Regions from separate parts of the Anas platyrhynchos genome. Here region 1 is linked to region 2. Evidence: chromatin contacts called from public Hi-C data. All regions are on one chromosome and are shown on one strand. The core of a region is the stretch at or near the end of the contact, and the rest is flanking DNA. Distances in the headings are between cores, read along the strand shown.

Region 1 (4,155 bases), core at 1,213-3,712, 37 kb after region 2:
TTCACTCGTATTTCAAGTGCATCTTTTTTCAAAATGTTAATTGAAGAAGATTACAGCTATTGTACACTTACATTTAAATAAGGAAGTATAAATAGGAGCAGTCTGTGGGATCCATTTTTTTTTTTTGACCTGAGTGTGAATGCACCTCTGTTAATTTGTCACTTCGGTGCTGGAATCCTACATGTCAGCCACCTGTATTGTATGTGGAAAGGGTGCTGTTGCTGGGGGTGGTGAAAGTTGGATTTCTTTCTGCATCTGAATGAGCAGAACTAGCAGTGTCTATTCTCACGGAACAGTTCAAACGCTATTCCTAGGGCAGCTCGCCAGGCCTGTATCCTGGTCAGCAGAAGCTGTAAGTCGGGATGTCTGTCTCTGTGAAGAACTGAGAAGCTGCTATGTTCAAGTCTTCTCAGTTCAAGCTGAGGTTTTGAAAAGTGCTAACTACTTCAACTGCAGTTTTTATTCCTCTTTTGTAGAGTGTGTATTCCTTTCTGAAAATAAGGCCCTTTACTGCATTCATGGTACGAAGTCTAGAATTGCCAGCTTTCTTTTTGAAAACCATTAGTTTGTCTGCACTCTCTTTTACAGTGTGCGTATGCATAATGAGTCTTTCTATCAGTGGCTGGCAAGTACTTGAAGAAAAAGAATTTATTTCCTATCTGTAAGTTGGAGATAATGCATCTGTGTTTTCTAGGGAGAGTAGAAATGCCATATGAGGGCTTTTAGCCGCAATGAGCGTCATTATTGAAGCATGCTGTTTATTTCAAATATGTGTAACAGGTCTTTATTTCTGATCTTTATCTACTTTCATTTACAATCCCTTTTTTGGGCCTAAATGAGGTATGGGGTGGAGGATACAAGGGATTCTTGTTGAGAGAAGGAAATAGCTAGCGTTACTATGAAGTTATCTTACATATTAGCAATAAATTATTATTTCTGTGGCTTATGTCAAAGCAGGCACACGAAGCTTACAGTCATGCTGTTTGAACATAAACATAAAAGGTTTAATTGCACAAGTGCTGCAGGACTTTGGTATTTATGTGTTAATAAGCAGAACTGAATTGGGGTCAGTTAGTGTTTTCAGCCCTAAAAGGTTTCACTTCTGTCCATTGTTCTTGAAGATCACGCAACTCTGGATAGCTTTCTTCCTGCACATGAGGGCTGGCCAGGATTGTTGGAGGCTGAGATTGCAGAGCATGATTGCTGAACTGGTATCTCCTGTGGTAGCCTGAGCCTTGCTTGCTGTTTTACCTGTTGGGGTTCAGTGGCTATGCTGTACATAATGAGATACTGCAGTTGCTTCCCACCTTGATGGTGATAGTTTTACTTTTGAGGTGAGAAATTGAGAATGGAGTTCCCTGAGATCAGTGACGTGATTTACTTAAGCTAGCTTAATTCAAAGAAAATAACTTTCTACAGTAGATCTGTACATCTGTAACTTCTAGCTGTCAAATTATACTTGTCAAGATTGAAGTCTTTGTATTACAAACTATCAAACCGACCTTCTTAGAATTAGGAAACTTAAGGACTTGAGGACTAACAGATAAGAGCAGCTATAAGCACTACATGAGGAGATCATACCCAGTTTCTTCAAACCATCAATAGGTCCTTCAAGGAGCTGCATGTAACTTCGACAAAAGATATGGGGAACTAATCAGTAACTATTGAATCTTCCCTAGAGGCTGCTATTAGGAAACTGATTTTCAGATGATGCTAGAAGCTGAAATAATTCTGCTGAAATAAACTGCCAGGAAACGGGGGAGAGTTCTTTTCTGAGATATCTCACAGAATGAGAATGAGGTGTCCTTGGACTTGATTGTGTTGTTGTTCCCCTCTAAGTACACCTAGAAACTGAACATTAAACAGAATGCAGAAGAGGCATAAAGTTTTACTATGGTTGAAGTGGTGTTGGATTCATTCCTATACAATATATCCAAGCTCATACTACTTGAGAGCAGGATAATTCATAGATCGGCTGAAAGCAGGAAAGGAAAATGAGTTGAAATGAGGAAGGTGCTGCAAGTGCACAGTTTCTCAGTGTCTGATTATTTTGGTGCATGCACTTATACAAGTGCTAAAAGGATTTAGCATGCGCAGGGAATGCTAATGAGGGAATTAAACTGTGAATGAAACCCTCACTAAGACACTGAATAATTAGTCACTGTTTCATAAATGAACAGGGTGTGATTCTTTCCCTCGGATTGGAAATCTGAACTGGAACAACTGAGGAATTTGAAGGTGCTCTGAAGGAGCAGCGTAACTTCTCTCAAAATCAGATCAGTGTGTCGTAAATCAGCGCTCTTCAGTAACATGCTGTGGGTCAGTACTTGCCTTAAAATATGTTGTATGAGTCAGTGGGAAGAGGTCTTAAATTTTCTTAATTGAGGGGGTTTTTGCCCACCCTGAGGGAGGGCAAGGAGAAGCTCCCACAGCTGCAGCAGCACCACCCAGTGGTGGCTGGAACCGTGTGAGCCTGGCCCCAGCTGTGTGCTTGGGGGGCCTGAGCTGTGAGCTTCTTGGGGATGATGACTGGCAGTAGGTGCAGGGATGTACTGGCCATCAGGTCTCCTCTTTGTCTGGTAAATCTGTGCCTGACCATGAAAGTGGTGAGCTGTGTAACGGTGAGGTAGTGTTGGGGCGGGAGGCTGCTGTCCTTAGGGGAGAAATGTAATAAAATCAGGGAAGGATTGAAATTTTGCTCTATTACGGAACAGTAGCAAACAAATTCTGGATGTTCTCCCCCCCTCCCCCAGCCACCCCTTCAGACTTGGAAATTCCATTTGATAACTTAATTATGATTTTATGGCTAGATGCTGTGCTACCTAGATGCAGGAGAAAGAAGTAAGCAGTTTGTAGAAAATCTGCACGTGCCAGTGAAATCAGTATCCAGCAGTTTCATACTGAATTAGCATGCTGAGTTCGTGCTTAGGTCAAACTGTACTGTGCTGGCACTAAAGAATTGCTGTGGTTTAATCCTATAATCAAAATTAAAAGGAAGCTTATTAGATCAGGAAAAAAACAAACGCCTGCACTTGACTAGCAGATCACTTAAAATATGTGCTTTAGTAGCAATTGCACCTTACTTCAGTACGTACCACAGTACCTTGTCCTCCCCTAGCAGGTGCGATACTTCACATGAGAGAGCTGAGTCTCCAGGTGAGTGGTGTCCCTCCTGTTCCCTGATTCACTGCTCGCACATTTCTGTGCTGGGAGCTGTCACTCGGACATCTGACTTGCAGGCGTTGTGCAGAGCGGTTCTGGAAGAGGCAGCACTGTGTGTAGTGGTTGGAGCCCGCTGCGCTGGCAGTTCTTGTGAAACCTCCCAGCTCGGTCCTCTGACAGTGCTCTTCTCCCCCCTGGGCCGCAGGCAGCAGTTTCACCCAGGTTCTGTGACCCATCTCATCGCCTGGCGTTTGCGGTAGCTGATGTCTCAAGTTTCTTCTCTCAGCTTCCACACACACACCCCGGCTCAAGTTCTTGATTTGGCTCGCTCATTCTGGCCAATTCCAAATATGCTAAAGCTTGTCTCCCTGGTTTCCTGCAAAATATTTTGGGTTCATTATGTGCAGGTCTGGATCCTCTTTCCAACTCGTTTTGCTCACTTTACCCAATTCTGGCTGGATATTTGTAGCTGAGTGTCGAGTGAAATTGATGGATTTTAAAGCTTCTGATCATTATTTTTTTTTTATTTCCAGCTGATTTTAGCATGATTTGTCTTCGGGGTCCTTTCTAAGTGTCCAGATGTCGTTTTTCATCAGTTTCAGCAATGATTCAGCTTTGACTCTTTCTATGGAAATTGGCCTGTTCCTAACGCAGCCGTGCTCCCTTTTCTAACTGTATTTAATAGATTGCTTCCCTGTGATGAAGTCAGTGATGGTTTGGGTACGTGCTAAGAATCTTTACTCTCCAAGTAAAGCAAGCCCACTTAGAATTTACTTGGCTTCAGCTTGACTTAATGATCAGCGTAAATCATTTATATTCCAAAAGAAATTGAATTGGGTCTTTCAGTGAAGTAATATGAATAAATGAACTAATCAGCAATCATTTCATCTACAGGTCTCATCATACCAAAACCCATTTGTACCTAATAACCCAGAAACTGTTATTAGGCATGCTGCAGTATTTGGTAACTATGAGGAAGTGAAGCTCTTAACT
Region 2 (4,274 bases), core at 1,007-3,506:
ATTATAGAGGATGCTGCTTTCTGTTTCTGGCTGTAGCTGCTTCAGTAACAAGCAACTACATTTGAGAAAGGCACAGGGTTCTGCAAGTTCTTTCAACAGATATTTCAGTATACAGTAAGGACTCAAACTGGCTCCTATCTTTATTTACTATCACAAAGATAATCAACATATTGTTAAATTGCTAAAAGCAATAAAATGCTGAATTACTCTGAAAATATTCTACTTTCATAAAGGGCTTTGATTTCAATATGGGGATTCATCCTGCATCCACTGATCAGTAACAATGTTCTGATCAGCTTTAGTGAGACAAAACCAGCTTTTCATCACTTCACTTGAGACAAGAAAATTTCAAGACTTTACGCTTAGTGTATTTAGCTTTTATCTTCTGTTTAAATGGAGATGAGACTCCTTCATTTTTCTGTGGGGAGCTGTAAGAGAGCTAAGTACTATTTATATTTTTCCCTTGGAATCTGATGAATAAGCAAATGATAGTCTAGAGTCCCAGCTGGTATGAGTTGGCATTGTACAACTGAAGACAGTGGCACTGGGCCAACCCAGACGGAGGGAGGAGATGGCCTATGGTATGATTGTTCAACAAACTGCATTTTGGACAAGACACAAAACAGATCCCAGTGACTGGTAGTCATTATTTAGATATTGCAAAAGCAAGCAAGTCTTAGTACCATGAGTTGTCCAATTTGGAAAAATGTACTGCCCCTACTTGTAAAATCACTTCACTTACTGTCCTTTTTCCCATCAGCTCCCCCACAACACATACCTTTTTGGCTTGTTCTTCTGCTGCAGACAGGCATTACTAAGTCATTGTCATGTTCAGCTCTGGAAAATGGTGTCATTCTGAGGCCCTGTGGTCCTGTCCAGAGCCAGGTCATTAGTTTCTCTCAGTGATCTTTGACATTTTTGTCTTCTGCCTGCAATGCTCATTTTAATGTCCAAACTTGGCTGCAAAGAATTACTGACTGAAGGTGAATTCTGCCCATAGGAACACAGGGGCATGCCTCTGTTGTGCAGCAAAGAAATGCAGAGATTTCAGAGCCGGTAGAGATGATGTTGGCTCTGGAACTCTGTAGAAAGTGAAGTACAGAGAAAATCAGACACCAAGTGGAAAAATTATCAGGAATTGACGTCAGTTCCTTTCTGTTCTCCAATATTGTAATAGGAATTGTGCAGTCATTGTCCCAACAAAACCTGAGAGGCTCTCTCTACTCTGAAACACCTTTTTCAAAGGCAAGTTTGAGAAAAAGACTGGCTTCAAGCAAAGCTGGTCTTACCAAGGTACCTTTTGGCACATCAGGATCCTTTCTGTTTAAAAGGCAGAGCCCGAGCCAAAAATAAATGTACATGTGGTGGGAAAAGCAAGGAGTAACAAGGCAACTGCCATATGCAGCACAGCGAGCGGTAACAGCGTACCACTGCTCGTAAGATTCATAGCAGACGTTAATTTTAAGGAGGGATTTGAAAAAAGCCTTTTGCACAGATCTCCTCCCATGTACATGGGATGGCCTGGGGCAGAGGATGAAAGTGCTTGAGAGAAAACAAAGATCAGTGTGCAATGAATGCTAACTTCAAAGGCAAACAGCAAGGGTGGAGCCAAAGGCTTGAAACATAAGCAGAACCAGACTTTCAACAGATTATTAACTGAAACCACTGCGATGTTCCATCCACTTCAGTTTGCTGCATTCAGGGTTGACTTTATCGGTTAGATCTGTACCTATACTCAGTATCCAAAGGCTCCTGAATCGTCAGTCAGCGTAGAAGTACATCTGACACAACCTAAAACTATTTAAAAGGGGCTCCCAAGGCAACCACCTCATTTAAGTAATTGCTGTAACTCCTCCTGCTTGCTTGAATGCTTTGCATAGGATATATGCATGCTATATATTTTATATATATATATATATATGTATATGTATATACAGCATGCCAGTGCAGCTAATTCTAGTCCATGGTTGTCATGACTGGTGGATACAGTCCCTCATCCCCCAGAGTCAGCCCATGAAGACAGTAGGACCCCACTACAGTGTACAGAAGTTCATACATGACCTTCTAAGGTCTCATCTTCATATTTAAAAGCCTCATCAGAGTCCGAGCGTGAACATTTGTGTGGTATTCTATCCACTTTTCCTCCTTTTCTCTCCTAAGAAGAAACTCTGCTCACACTCTTGATGTTGCCTTGGATCTCACAGTAGGAGTCACCGGTTGTCCTTAACTCTTGATTATTAGCCACAACCTGTCGATAACATTTCATTTATCCTTGAAATGCCTTGTGGCTCGGTGTGGAATTACTGATCTCCCTGGTAACATCAGCACCACCACTGTCACTAAACAAAACGTGGGGCAGTCCCTGCTGCAGTACAGACAACTCTGGTCTCTCAAGCTTCTGTCAGCCAGAGGCCCTCTAAGGCAAAAAATCCTCAGTCAGTGCTTCATAAATTCCTTCGTCCTTGCACAGCCTTGGAGTACCTCAGGACACGAACTTCTGATGAATTTATTTTCCTTCTCAAATTCTCCTTCTCATACACAGGAGGAAAGTTGGCCAGCTGCAGTATTCCACAGAAGCACCATCAGCTGGGGGTGCACTAGCTGCCCTTCTAAGAAGCCATCTGCTTTCCAAGTCAGAGTACAGAACACCTTGTACAGAAGCAGGGACACTATCTTTGCTTTGGTCAAGGTGTCGTCAGGAGGACGGGAATGACAGTGAGAAAATTCCCTGAACATCCTAGATGTTCACACATAAATGTAAGAAACACAGGAAATAAATTAGAAATTGTAGGAATCTTAAATGCAATAACTGAGTTACAACTCAATTAGCACAACCAAGAGTTACCATGCCATGTCACCAGAATGTTAACATACAGGTAACAATCAAGAAGGAAATGCATAAGAGCATTGAATTCACAAGGACACTTAGAAGGCAAGACCATGCAGACAAGGCTTTTTGAGAGCAGCTAACAGAATCCACGTTTTGCTCCACGTTTTGAAATAACAGAGACTTAGCCTTCTGCACATATTATAGGTGAAAAAGATAGAGAACAGATTGTCCAGCTAACTCTTGGAATGTGTTGGTGATGTGTTTATTAAGAATACAGCTAGAAGGGAGCTCGTTCTCCATTTGATTCCAAGCAACAGAGAGGAACAGTGAAGAATGTAGAGGGGAAAGGTGACTTTAAGGGGAAATAAGTGTTCCTGGATTTCATGAAGGAAGCAAAGAACAGTAAAATAAAGGTAATTAACCCTGCTTTCTTGAAGTTCAACAAACTCAGAGATCCTATGGAAACTACATGTATGCCTACGGGGGAAAAGGAATCTCAGAAAATTGGTGCTTCTTTAGAGAAATAGTATGAATGGCACAGTTGAAAGGTAACCCACAGTGGAGAAAGACCAGGAGATGCATGTAACAAGAAATTTTGCTGATTGTGAGCAATTCTTTACAGTGCTCAGCTCTCTAGGGAGAGTAGGAGATCATCATGTTGATTGCTTTTTTTGAGGTTGCCTCTCCTGCACACTAGCTACCCTGCCTGCTGCTCTCACTTGGCACTCCAAAGACTTCAAGCATCTGAAGGTGTTGTTAGCACTGCTCTTTCACTGACAATGACAGATTGCTTTGATTTGGTTCTAACCTTCCCTGTTTCAGAAACCAGACTCATTCAGTCTTGTCCAGACAAACTCAGCTTGACACCAGCTTCAGCACCTAAGTTTTTTTGCTAAGGCAATAGAGGAAGTAGCAATATTAACTTTGCAACATTGGTCCATCATTGATCAAGCAACATCTCAAGAGGGCTACCAGTTCAGCAACTTGAATCCAAATAACAAGCTTTGCATACATGTCCTCATTTTTTGCTTATTGTATCATGCATTCTCCCACTGCTCATCTACTGCCATCTTTCTTGCATGAACTTTCTACTCAGTGTATCCATATGTTAAGCACAGACAAATTCCACTAAGTGCTACAAACTCAGCTGATGCTATATAACTTCAAAAGCTGTAACTAGGTTCCCAGGGATAACTATTTTTAACATCAGCAACTGCACTTTATGTCATACAGATCCAACTGGGTTGTAGCAAGGTCTACCCTGATAGATAGCTTATGGGAGGGACCTGTTCTGGGACATACATATTTAAAAAATGTTGTCCACATATTGACCTTTGCTCAGCATGTTGCAGAACTTGGAAAGTGCAAATGGCATGAGGCAAGAAATTCCAGGAATAGAAAGGCACCATCTCATAGCTAAGTACTGTCCTGGGAATCCAACCTT

What was found. A called contact is a pair of places that touch in the nucleus more often than the background predicts.
Region 1: a contact with region 2 is called in a Hi-C map of F1 follicle, with 3 times the contacts expected there. The contact joins two enhancer-like sites. A contact is called at or near these places in 5 of 8 Hi-C or Micro-C datasets (F1 follicle, F5 follicle, liver and 2 more).

The regions. Positions count from the first base shown.
Region 1 is chr5:16,273,124-16,277,278 of IASCAAS_PekinDuck_T2T, forward strand. All of the region lies in intron 3 of BTBD7 (BTB domain containing 7), which reads left to right. Among named protein-coding and RNA genes, the nearest start is that of BTBD7, 29 kb to the left of the region's middle. Within about 2 kb of position 2,463, at least 5 of the 8 cell types and tissues checked have an H3K27ac peak or open chromatin away from gene starts, as enhancers often do. A contact at or near this core is called in F1 follicle, where this site is marked.
Region 2 is chr5:16,236,100-16,240,373 of IASCAAS_PekinDuck_T2T, forward strand. No RefSeq gene overlaps it. Among named protein-coding and RNA genes, the nearest start is that of BTBD7, 8.0 kb to the right of the region's middle. Within about 2 kb of position 2,257, at least 3 of the 8 cell types and tissues checked have an H3K27ac peak or open chromatin away from gene starts, as enhancers often do. A contact at or near this core is called in F1 follicle, where this site is marked.